Linked DNA regions of Mus musculus: all the other regions are linked to region 2. A link is a contact called in public Hi-C and promoter capture Hi-C data. All regions are on one chromosome and are shown on one strand. Each heading gives the region's core, a stretch centred on a gene start, on an enhancer-like site or on the middle of the called end of the contact. The rest is flanking DNA. Distances are from core to core; before and after follow the strand shown. Region 1 holds the start of 9530052C20Rik (RIKEN cDNA 9530052C20 gene). Region 2 holds the start of Pigk (phosphatidylinositol glycan anchor biosynthesis, class K). Region 3 holds the start of Prkacb (protein kinase, cAMP dependent, catalytic, beta). Region 4 holds the start of Lrrc40 (leucine rich repeat containing 40).

What was found. Promoter capture Hi-C pulls out the DNA fragments that hold promoters and counts their contacts. A called contact is a pair of places that touch in the nucleus more often than the background predicts.
Region 1: a promoter capture Hi-C map of liver shows a contact between it and region 2, with 2.9 times the contacts expected there. The contact joins the promoter of 9530052C20Rik here to the promoter of Pigk in region 2. A contact is called at or near these places in 2 of 39 promoter capture datasets (liver and pre-B cells) and 1 of 484 Hi-C or Micro-C datasets (CD4 T cells).
Region 3: a contact with region 2 is called in a promoter capture Hi-C map of pre-B cells. The contact joins the promoter of Prkacb here to the promoter of Pigk in region 2. A contact is called at or near these places in 3 of 39 promoter capture datasets (cranial neural crest, liver and pre-B cells).
Region 4: a Hi-C map of B cells shows a contact between it and region 2, with 6 read pairs. The contact joins the promoter of Lrrc40 here to the promoter of Pigk in region 2. A contact is called at or near these places in 1 of 39 promoter capture datasets (pre-B cells), 1 of 484 Hi-C or Micro-C datasets (B cells) and 1 of 9 other capture datasets (pancreatic islet).

Annotation. Positions count from the first base shown.
Region 1 is chr3:142,880,692-142,883,831 of GRCm38.p6, forward strand. 9530052C20Rik (RIKEN cDNA 9530052C20 gene) reads left to right here and starts at 1,804. Exons shown (of 2, transcript NR_152127.1): 1 at 1,804-2,295. Pkn2 (protein kinase N2) reads right to left here and starts at 1,313. Exons shown (of 22, transcript NM_178654.4): 1 at 920-1,313. The coding sequence starts at 967.
Region 2 is chr3:152,712,665-152,715,476 of GRCm38.p6, forward strand. It overlaps Pigk (phosphatidylinositol glycan anchor biosynthesis, class K), which reads left to right and starts at 1,436. Exons shown (of 11, transcript NM_025662.5): 1 at 1,436-1,563. The coding sequence starts at 1,471.
Region 3 is chr3:146,811,621-146,814,507 of GRCm38.p6, forward strand. It overlaps Prkacb (protein kinase, cAMP dependent, catalytic, beta), which reads right to left and starts at 1,326. Exons shown (of 10, transcript NM_011100.4): 1 at 1,018-1,326. The coding sequence starts at 1,063. It overlaps LOC115486180 (a long non-coding RNA gene), which reads right to left and starts at 1,010. Exons shown (of 2, transcript XR_003954577.1): 1 at 581-1,010.
Region 4 is chr3:158,035,247-158,038,127 of GRCm38.p6, forward strand. Lrrc40 (leucine rich repeat containing 40) reads left to right here and starts at 1,436. Exons shown (of 15, transcript NM_024194.6): 1 at 1,436-1,630. The coding sequence starts at 1,480. It overlaps Srsf11 (serine and arginine-rich splicing factor 11), which reads right to left and starts at 1,360. Exons shown (of 13, transcript NM_001379531.1): 1 at 1,270-1,360. The coding sequence starts at 1,359.

The sequences.
Region 1 (3,140 bases), core at 554-3,053, 9.8 Mb before region 2:
AAAATTTTAATCCAGATGTAAACATCTCTTGAATACTCCAAAGTAATGAAAAAGTAACCAACAGGATAAACTTAAAGTCTCCTACTCCATAGAGATCTCAAAACAAAAATCGTGGCTTACTTTATTTAGCTGGGAATAGGAAAGAATAATATTGCTTCGACACCGACTACACTAATTACGCCATCTATTTTGTTATCTTCTGCGGACATGTGCTGCCTAACGTTTTCACTTAATGAACAGTTCTCTGGTTTGTAAACAACTTCTGTAGCGCTCTCTCTCTCTCTCTCTCTCTCTCTCTCTCTCTCTTGTGTCCAAACCGGAGGGAAAATGAAAGTCTGGGGCGGTGGGGGGGGGGGGGAAGCATCAATATTTGAACTTCCGGATGTGAGCAGGGAGAGCCATCCGAGGGACCACCTCTCTCTCTCTCACGGAGTTCAAAAGGAAAAGTTGGGAGAGAGACGCGGCCCGCAGATCACGCTACGGGCTCGCGGTCACCTGAAGGCGGCTGGCAGCGCAAGGCCATCACTTCGGAGCGAGCCCTCGGGGGCTCAAGTTCGGGGGGCGCTCTTTGTGCGGTCGGAGGGGAAAGGGAGGGAACCGCCCACAGCCTGGGAGTCATTCAAAGGAGTTAGGGAGCGGGGCTGGGGGGAGGGCGGGGCGGTGACACCCGGAGGGGACCCGAGCGAGTAAGCGGCCCCGCCCGCGGGGACGGGGTCCCGCCGCCCGGTGGCCTCCGAGAGCGCGCGCGGGAGACCGGGTCCCGGGGCGGAGAGGCGGCTCCGGCCTGACACCCCGCGAGTTTCCACACCTAGCGGGCCAGGGGCGCGCCGCGCCGCGCAGCGTCCCCGACCCCGACCCCGCGGCCGCCTTCCCCTCCCGGGTTCCCCGGGCGGCGCTCCCGCAGGGCCGCGGCCCTTACCTGCAGCTCGGTGAGGAGGATCTCCCCCCGGTCGGGGTTGGACGCCATGGCGCTCCGCTCGGGCCTCCGCACCTGAAGGCGCCCAGCGGCGCGGCCGAGGGAGAAGGCGGGACGGGAGAGCCGGGCGGGGGGCGAGGACCGGAGAGAAAGCGGCAGCTAGGGAGTCATGGAGGCGCGGCCCGGCTTGCAGGCGCGGCTCATGGAGAGCGGCGGGGAGCGAGGGCCCTCGCGGCGCGGCTCCCCTCGCCGCCCGCCGCCGCCCGCCGGACTCTGTTCCCTCAGCCGCTCCCTCAGGGCGACGCCGGGAGCCGACTCGGAGCTCTCGGTGCGGGGCGCAGCGGCCGCGGCGGCAGCTCCTCCTGTCGCACCATTTGGCTGTCACCGCGTCGCAAAAGCGGCCGCGCTTGGCGGCTGCCGGCGCACGTGACTGCCGCGGGGCCCCGCCCCCTGCTGGGCGGGCTCTGGGAAGCCAAGGAGGGTTGGCGGGGACCCCAGGGCCAGGCGCGCGGGGCGGGGCGGACTCTGGGCGGGCCCGGATGACAGGGAGGCGAAAGGCCCCGGGCTCGCGTCGCCGGGAGGCGGGAAGTCGAGCGAGCAGACCACACCCACCGCGGCTGCGCTTAACGGCTCTGCGCGAACGCTAGGTCTGGCCTCCGGCCGGCCGCAGATTGAGCCTCGCTTCGGCCCTCCCTGCTGGGGAGCCGCGCCCTCCCGCCCGCCCACCCCGAGCTGTCGCTTCCTCCCTCCCCCACCTGCCGAAGCGTGTCCACCTCTCGCCTTTGGCTCGCGCGACGTCGCCACCAGTAAGGTGCACCGCGAGCCAAACCCGGGCGGAAGAGGCCCTTGGGAGAAGTGGGCGTGGTCAGGGCGCCAGCCTCTGCTCCGAGCAGTCCCCACGGGCTGCCTTTTCCTCGAGCGCTACCCTGAACTCTGTGGTTGGGACTAGAAAACTACTGAGCTCAAAGCTGACTTAGCTCATTTGTTGATTTTTTTTTTTTCAACGTAAGTTTAATGGAAAGAGATGAGGCAGAATCAGCGTCGGGAAGGAGCCAAAGCCGACTTTACTTGGGGAGGTATAAATGAGAACTAACTACTTAGTTGCAGAGTCTACTTAGTAGTGAGCCTTAACTAGCTACTTAGCAGCCTATCGGAATTAGCTACTTAGTAGCACAGTCTACTTAGTAACATAGTGTAACTTGTGGGAAAATGGACTTCTACAAGTAACACTTATGTATCACAAGTATCAACAGATACTTTTTTTGTCTAATCAATGAGTGGACACTCTCGGTAAACGCTTCCCTTGGGGTTCTGAAGATTAAGTGCATCTAATATAGCTGGTTCAAAGCAATGTGGACAAAGTGGTGATGGCTATTTAGGTGAGTATGGCAGGTTTCAGGTGGGTAGCTACAAGTCTGAGAAGCACTTTACCTTTCATGGGACATTGATGCAGGCTCCTGCAGATTTTTCTCCAAGAGTCTCAGAAATCATTGAAGTCAGAAATCATTGAAAATCTAGAGTTCTGTGACTCCGGCTCACAATATACTGGCAAAACTTTTCCGTTCTGTACTTCAAAAGTTTTACTATTTATATGTTTAATGAATTGCCTGGGCTGAAAATGATAAAAGCAACAAGTGCCTTAATTATTAAGTTACATAATCAACTTTAGAATGCGTTTAATGGATGAACACTGTTACTTCGCCAAGTGTCGTCTTAGGAATACTGTTTCACTCTAGAAACTGCTTATAGCTTAAGTGAAATATTTGTAAACACGCATCCAGTTTCATCATACTGCAGAGTGTGAAATACTTTGCTAGAGCTGGAATTGGCTTGTAATTAACCGTTGCTTCAAGAATGGCAGAGCTGTAAATCTGAGACACATTACTTTGTCTTCATACTTACTATAGTGTGAGTAACATTTTTAACTCCTGCTATTAAAATGGAGGCTTATTAATCAAGGAAGCAACAAGGAACTAACAACATTGGGAGAAGCCAAGTTATATGATTACCTTCCCTAGTAACTAACAGAGAGAGTTAGGCCCTGGAGTTATGAGTAGTCTTAAGAAAGAGTCTATAACAAGTAAGTGGGGAGTCCTCTTGAGGAAGCAGTGTTGTGTCCAAAAACACTATTACAATTTTAAATGGTAGGTACAAAGTGGTAGTATGATTTTTACTGTAAAGTATACACAACAAAACTTACCATTTAAAGTGGGTCACTAGATTC
Region 2 (2,812 bases), core at 186-2,685:
TAGGAAGAACAACAATATCAACCAACCAGACCCCCCAAAGCTCCCAGGGACTAAACCACCAATCAAAGAGTGCACATGGAGCGACCCATGGCTCCAGCTGCATATGCAGCAGAGGATAATTTTGTTGGGCATCAGTGGGAGACGAGGCCCTTGGTCCTGTGAAGGCTAGATGACTCAGTGTAGGGAAATGCTGTCAGTGTAGGTCAGTCTGTTGTAGTAGAAGCAGTGGGAGGGGTGATGGGATAGAGGGTTTCCAGAGGGGAAACATGGAAAGAGGATAACATTAAAAATGTAAATAAAATATCCAATTAAAAAAAAAGGGCTTTTGTGGGGAGTGAAGAGATAGCTCAGTGGTTAAGAGTACTGGCTGCTCTTGCAAAGGTCCTGGGTTTAGTTTTCAGAACCCACGTGGTGATTTAACAACCATCTCTGGTTCCAGAGGATCTGATGTCCACTTCTGACCTCTGCAGGCAATGCACACACATTGTGCTTAGGCATATATGTAGGAAAAATATCCATACACGTTACATAAAATCCAAAAACTAAAGTTGTTTTGTGTGTGTGTGTGTGTGAAACAAAAAGGACACAAAACACTTTCAAGCAAAACTGGCCATGGTAGCACGTGCTTTTAATGTCAGCACGTGGGAGACAGTGGTAGGCAGGTCTCTCTGTGAGTTCAAGGTAGCTTTAGGTCAGGCAGGGCTTCATAATGAGACCTTGTCTCAAAAAAAATTAAAAGAAATATTCAAAGAATAATTAAAATGGATGAGTAATAGTGTTACAACAAAAATTTTTTTCAAAATTAGAAAACAGAATGACCAGAAATACTGTATATTTTTTCCCTTCTGTATGGTGTCTGTGTGTACGTGTGTGTACGTGTGTGTACGTGTGTGTGTGTGTGTGTGTGTGTGTTTACAGGCCCACTTATGGAAGCCAGAAGCAGGTGTTGGGTGCCACCTCTTTCTGACTTGATCTCTTGAAGCAACATCCTTCACTGAACCCATTTTTTTTCCCCTGTAGGTTGGCAGTCATTAAACCCCAGTGATCATATTTCCATTTTGTCGTCCTTTAAGATTTAGAAATCTTGGACCACATAGCCAACTAACTGATAGCACCACACCAAAGGGAAACATCAAATATTGTGGATCCCCAAATTATCTTTTTAAAATTTCCTCCTTAAATATTGTGTCTATTTTACAAAACAAACCTAGAAACATAGCTGAGTAAGTAATTCTCCAATTAGGTTGCCCCGGCCACTCCAGAACCTGAATGGAGGAAGGTGTATGCGGTGGCAAACAAAACAAAACAACAAAATGAAGCAACAAAACAAAACAAAAACTAAAACAACTCAAGGCCACTACCATGGGAAGAACAAACCAAACCACACCCCCCCGTGCACGGCAGCGGCAGCGCTGCTTTACGGCACTCGCCCCGCCCCTTTGCTCTTCGGGGCGTGAGAAGCCGGCAAACATGGCGGCCCCCTGCTTCCTCACTCTGCGGGTGGCTACCCTGGCCGCCTTGGCGCTCTTGTCTCTCGGCAGCTCTGCCGCTGGACACATCGAGGTAGGCATCGGTGTCTGTTGAGGACCGACCCCAGGGAGGACCGTGTGACTGTGAGCGCCTCAGGTGCAGGACGCACGGCCCCTGAGGGCAGCCGCCTGCAGCGTCTTCCCTCCCCGGGCTGTGTTGTGGGATTCAGGACCGTCCGTCCTGAGGACAGGGACCGGACACAGCCTTTTAGAACGCCCTGTTAAGAGTGCGAAGCCAGCGGTGACGAGGGAGGAGGACCCGGTCCTCTGCTCCTGTGACAGGCAGGGCACGCGTGGGGACTGTCATGGCTTTGGTGTTTTGCTCCTCCGCCCTGACCTCCTCCTCCCTGAGGCTGCAGGACGTCTGGTTTCTTTACGATGCTGTTACCAGCGATTTCCCCAGCGACGCGACTTGGATTTCTAGCATTATTTTTTAGACCTGCTTGCCCGGGCGTCAGCACACACTGTAAAAACACCTCGTCCAAGTTTATCACCGAGGCTGCCCTAGTCTCCTAACTCAGCAGGGGCAGTTCTGGTTTAGTCTGTTCTCTGAGCTGAGGACGGAGTAACTTTTCAAATGCTGACCTGATCATGTCACTCAGGACCCCTTCTTGAAATCTCTTACACCTTCTTTAAATGTCTAGCTTTGTTAAGCTTTCAGTTTCACAAACCACTGGGACCCTTTTGCCATTGGCCCAATTTTTTTTTTTTTGGTCTGGAATTGTCTTTTCATCTTTTGGGTATTCGCCCAAAATGTCACTTCTGTAGGGAAACCTTCCCTTACAAAGTCATGTTCCCCTGTTACAATTACAGACCACATTTGGTGTCTTTATATATTGTGTGGTGAGTTCTTTGCTAACGTGTGTCTATTTAACTGGACAGTAATCTCTGATGAAGGCACGCACTGTGATCTGCTGTCATCCCCGACAGGATAGATGTCTAAGCATACAGTGAATCCGTAATTGTACATTGTAGTGCAGTGCATTTACATGTCCACCTGTATTAAACTCTGATGTGCTTGAGAGAAGATTGCATGCCTTTTGGTGATTTTCCTATCACCGTATTCCGTGGTGCTTGGCACGTAGAAGGTGCTCCGTTAACTAAATGTTGACTGATTAACGTTACATTGCTGCTACAGAGTTCTCAGTAAAGTTTCAATGGAGCAACAAGTTTGAGCCTAGAAAGGACGCTAGAGATTATTTAGGTCAAATCTCATTTTCTTTTGGAGAAATTCAAGCTTAAAGTGCAAACTGACTTGCCCCAGTGTCATGTACCGCTCAATT
Region 3 (2,887 bases), core at 76-2,575, 5.9 Mb before region 2:
GCTGTTTGCTTCAAGCTAATTACAAGATTGGCTTCATTCTTCTGTTATAAACACAGACACAATGGAAGACGTTACTTACAGTAACACGAACAAATTGTCAGACTTACTTCAAGGACTGAGATGTCATTAACCTATGGCAATGTAACAAAAGTCAGGGACCGTTCTCTAATTATTGTGAATTATAAATTATAATATGAGCCGAATAATGGCACACAATTTTCTCACAGCCTGTTACACAACACGCATATATGTGTATGCTTACATATAAAACCAAGTTGCTACACAGAAACTCAATTCCCACGACCCTTTTGTCTTGAAATTTTGTACACAGTACTGAACGTCTGAACTTTCAGCTCTCGGAAGAAAGCACTTCAACTCTGAAATGCCTCTAAGTTTTACAGGCATCCTGGAACATTCCTGGATGTCTAGAGTAAACGCAACGCTGTCTCACTTATTTTTCCTCGAATGGATAAAGTTGCTGCTTGTATTTATGTCTGCCATCTCTAATCTCTTGGGTGAAAGAAAGAGCCTTAGACACTAAGGGTTAACGTCACCTTTGGAGACCCTCACGGACACTCACCTTGTGAGAAAACTGATATACATCCAGGAGAAGGAGAAAAAGCCAAGTCAACCCAAACGTACTACCTGTGGCTCCCTTAAAGGAGGGTCTGGGTGTTGGGGGCTCTGGGAGAAAGAAGAGCTAAGGGTGCGATCACAAAAGGACCATATTTGGGGACGCGTTCCAGACCGTGGCAGCCCTCCTCGCTCTAGTAAGAAAGGGGATCACAGGGACCTCGCTGCCCGCCTTCCCTCTCTCCAGTGAGCCCCGGGGCTTGGCCCTCACCCCCGAGCCTTCGTGGGGGAGGGGACAGAGGAGGAGGCGGCCGGCCCCCGCGGCCACTGCAAGGCCCGGCCCGTGGCTCGCGCGCGGCCTTGGGGGGGACACCGGCCCAGGGCGCTGCACCGCGCGGCGGCCCATCCGGCGGGAACCCAGCCAGGGCCTTCGACTCGACTCACCGCTCTCCACTTCGCTGCCTTTCTTGGCGATCGCAGTGTTCCCCATGACCCGGGAGTCCGCAAGCAGGGATGACGGAGGGGAGGGGACCGGGGCCGTCCCGCCGCCCGCCCCGCAGTCGGCAGCAACTTTGGCTAGGCTTTGGCTAGGCTCCCGCAGACCCTAGAGCGCGGCGTCCGGCTGCACGGAGGGGCTGGGTGTCCGGGAGAGATGCTGAGAGCTCTCCGGCAGAGACCGGGACCGTGGCGGTGGCGGCGGTGGCGGCGGTGGCGGCGGCGGCAGCGGCGGCGCGCGGACACTCCCCCTTCCCGAGCCCGCCCTCCACGCGCGTCCCCGACACGGCGCGTCCCCAGGAGCCGCACACCCGGACTGCGACCTCCGCCTCTTTCCGGGCGGGCGCGCCGGAAGTGACGCGGTCAAGCCCCCCGGCGGGCGGGAGCCCCTCTGTGCAGGGTTGTAGCGGTAACTTATTGCTTGTTGCGTGGATGCTGGGCTTGGCCGCGGAGGCTAAGCTCGAAGTAGCGAGGGACGTGGGGACCGTTAGTTTGGAAGCACCCCAGATCCTTCCTCGGCCTGGCATCCGGTGCCCCAGAGCCGGGCGGGGGGCACAGTGCCAGGGCTCGGCCTGCTCCCGCATCCGTGTGGCCCGCGTTCCGCACGCCGTGGTTGCTCTCGCTTGATCTTCCTGCGTGGCTGCAGGGACGTGCGTGCGCCCCTCCGCGTCCTGCCGACCCTGCTGACCCTGAGGTCAGCGTTGGCCAGGAATGTCTTTTCTCAGCTCCCAGCTGTCATTGGAACTTCTTCCCTTCGCTCTTCTAGGTATTCTCCCAACACACCAGGTCAATCACCAACATTCTTGACAGCTTATCCCTTCCCGAGTTCCTTCTTCATGGTCTCACCTGATTGCCCTCACAAATTCTGTCAGGCTTTCTAAGGAGAGATATGGGAATGTGTTGCCTGTTTTACACAAGTACGTTATGTGCATCAACACAGTCACAAATTTCAAAATAAACGCATTCCCAATTGATTGTTGCGCTTCCATGCATCTGAGAGTACTTGAGCTTTTCCGTGAGGTTATTAGAAATTAATCACCTAGCCCTCTGGTAGTTTTTGTTCTGGTTTTTTTTTTTTTTTTTTTTTTTTTGAGCTTTTGCTATCTAAAAAAAAAGCATTCCAAATTTAGAACAGAAAGATTAACTTCTGGAAGGGCAGAGACCATGTAAGTTTATTTTGTGTCTGCAGCACAAACCACAGTTGGCGCGTAATGAACGGATGGTTGTTGGCTGCTAAGGAGATTTCCCAGAACATTTTAAAAGTTTTGTTATTGGGGAAAAAAAGTAGCGGTGAGTGGAAGATTCTAAACAGATTCATACTTCTATTATTGGCAATTATGTTAAATTACCAAGCATGTACACCAAGTATACTGCGTTCTAAGTGTTGTACAAATAGTAATTAGTTTCCTCATAAAGTCCCTATGCAAATGTGGCAAGACTATCATTGTTTTACTTAAGATCCACAGAGGCACAGAGACATTAAAGGACTTATCCAAAGCTAATTAGAAGACCTTGAAATGAAGAAGGTAAAGCCATACCATCTCAAAAAGCGCCAGAATGGTATATTTATTATTTCTATTTAAAATCAATTGAAAGGTTATAACTTCAGAATAGACCATTGGTGCTCTTTCATTTCAACAAGCCATATTGTGTGGGGAAAATGTCCTTTACATACCAAGATAAGAAAATAACCTTAGTCACCAGATACTATTAATTGGGGGATACCACGAACTGGAATAAACTGTGACATAACTCTCAAACATACCCCTACATATATATCTCTTCAGACTATGCCAGGAACTTAGTGCACTATCATCGA
Region 4 (2,881 bases), core at 186-2,685, 5.3 Mb after region 2:
AACACAAACATAAATACACAGAAAACAAATTAATTTAAAAACTCATTTCTGTGATGGCTGACATGTTGATGGCTAACTATGTTTAAAAGTTAAAAATCTCTGTAGTTAGGCAAAATTAGACCTCCTATGTTAAGGACTGCTAAGGATATATATTTTTAACTGATGTTCCTGTAAATAAATTTGTTCTGCTTGAACATAAACACATTGTAATTTTGCATTCTTTGCCTTTATAAACCCGACTGAGGTGGCTGGGCGCTGCATTCTAGTGAATCTCTAAACATCCCCCAGACTCATAACCATTTCATACTGGTGAGATGGCTCTGCAGGTTGGTGGAAAAAAAAACCCACTCCCTCAAGTTGTTCTCTAACCTCCTGAGGCACCAGGGCACGTGAAACCCTATTCACGTGTGCAAAAAGAAACACTAAACTTAAAGAGGAATGTAATAGAAAATCAATTTCAGTCAAAGAATTTGGTCTGCGCTGGACACAGGATTCACGGCCCTGCCCACGTTAGGGAATTATATCCCCAGCCCTGGATAGTTGAGGGCTACTTCTTCGTTTGGGAAAATATATCAATACTTTGTAAACTCCAGGAAAAACTAAGCAGGAAATCGCTACTTATTAAATAAAATTTTCTTTTTTGTATTTACAACAAAACTACGCATTTAAATTTTCTTTGCTTTCTTTCTTTCTTCTTCTTTTTTTTTTCCTTTTTTCTTTTTTGAGACTGTTTCTCTGTTGCTCTGGCTGTCCTGGACTCGCTGTGTAGACCTGGCTGACCTCCAATTCAAGAGATCCATTTGACTCTGCCTAATCTAGTGCTGTGATTAAAGACGTGCGCCACCATGCCAGGTCAGTATTTACATTTTCATTATCCGAAGTTATTTTTAAAACTTCTTAAGACTGGATTATCGGTAAATCAGTGAAAAATGAGCTTCGTAAGCGTGGGACCAACTGCATAAGTTAGTCTGTAAGCGAGCAGGATTCGAAGTCCGAGCCCTTCACCACAGCTTTTAGCTGTCAGGTGGGTACTTAAGCTTAAGGGCCAAGCTTCGTGTCACTCGCCATCCTGTTCTCCGGGATCAATTCGATCACCGCACTGAACTCAGCGATCCCCAGGCCTGGCGCCCAGGGCCACAGGCCGCGCCTCAGGTTTCGACGCCGCCACGTTCTGATGCGACGTTGGGTAGCGCAGCCATGCCCGACCGCGCTGTCTAGGGAGCCCATGTTCCCCCCACGAGGACCTCTCAGCCCGTTAGACGCACTTACCCGAAAGAAGTTTCTCCTGAGGGCGAGGTTGGTGAGGGCAACGGAAGGGCTCGTCGGTCCTGCGGTCCCGGGAGCTGGCGGTGACGACATCAGCGCGCGCAGCTAGGGCAAGGCCCGGATTACTGTGAGGCGGAAGGGGCGGGGTTATCCAGCCATGGCACCTTGAAACGTCACAGCCGTGGTCGGGGCTTCCGGTGTGAGCTTTTGAATATGTCGCGCCAGCTGAGAGCCCCTAGGTTTGACCCTCGTGCGGGATTCCACGCGGAGGGCAAGGACAGAGGCCCCTCTGTTCCCCAGGGCCTGCTGAAGGCAGCGAGAAGCAGCGGCCAACTCAACTTGGCGGGAAGGAACCTCGGGGAAGGTGAGGCAGCGCGCGAACATCCTCTTGGTCCCCTGTGCACCCACCCGCGCCTGCTCCGTGGCCCTGCTAAGACTGGCCTTGACTTACTCGAAGTGTTCACTGAGATGTCCACAGAATACGGGATAAACATCGTAGTTTGGGAGTAAATTCGCTGTGAGATAGAGGATAGGCAGGTATTTGATTCGCCTTCCTCTTATTTTCGTTTTACCAGCTCCCCTCTGTGAGCTTAGAATAATTTTCTTTCAAGCCTAGCCTTTTTTTTTCTTCCACTTGAGGAAAATCCCAATGACAAACATACTCCTTATCCTAAGTACTAATTCAGAGTAAATGCTGCGGAGTATATGAATTTGAGAACATCCTGAGAAACCTATGAATGATCAACAAGCACAAATCTACATATTACTAAGTATAAATAAATACCTTTGTAGTGTATGTGTTTGGTAGGAGAGGACAGAGACAAAGAGAGGATTGAGAAGTGAAGCATTCTTTCTGTAATATTTTTTTCTACTTGCATTGATTAAAATCTTCCACTTCTAATAATGTACTTATGTATCTGTAAGGTTGACTAAGTAAAGACATTATGTGTATGCTTACTGAATGTGATGATTACTTGTGTCAAGTTGACACAATCAATGAGGGATTATTTAGATCATGTTCTCTATGAAGAACGTCTATGAAGACCTGTCTTGATTGATAATTGATGTAGGAAGATCTAGCCCACTGTGGGTTGTGCCATTCCCTAAGTTGGGTCTTGAATCCAAAGGTTGAGTCGTATAAAAAAGTGTGCGTGCCTTAATTCATTTCTCCCTCTGCTCTTGATTGTAGTTGTGTTGTGAGTAGCTGTTCCAAGTTCCTGCCATCTTGACTGATGGCCTGCAAATGAAATTATGAGCTAAAATAAACTTTTTCTCTAAGGTTCTTTGTTATGGTATTTTACCACAGCGTCTGGAAAGAAGAGTAGAATAGAAATTGGTACCCAGAAAGTGGATAAATCTGACTACATGGTTCCTAGGATATTTGAACTATTTTATATGGCTAGAATGTGGAAGGCTCTGGAATGTAGGTCTAGGAAAAAAGCTGAATGTTATGGGCAGAGCATAATGGACTGTGTTTTGGTTTGTTTTGTTGTTATGGGAAGTTGGAAAATAAGAATGCTGACAGAAATGTAGACATTGGAAGCCTGACTTTTGAAGTTTTACAGGGCAACAAGGACTGTGGTGGGAACTGGGTTAGCTGCCATTTGGATTATAT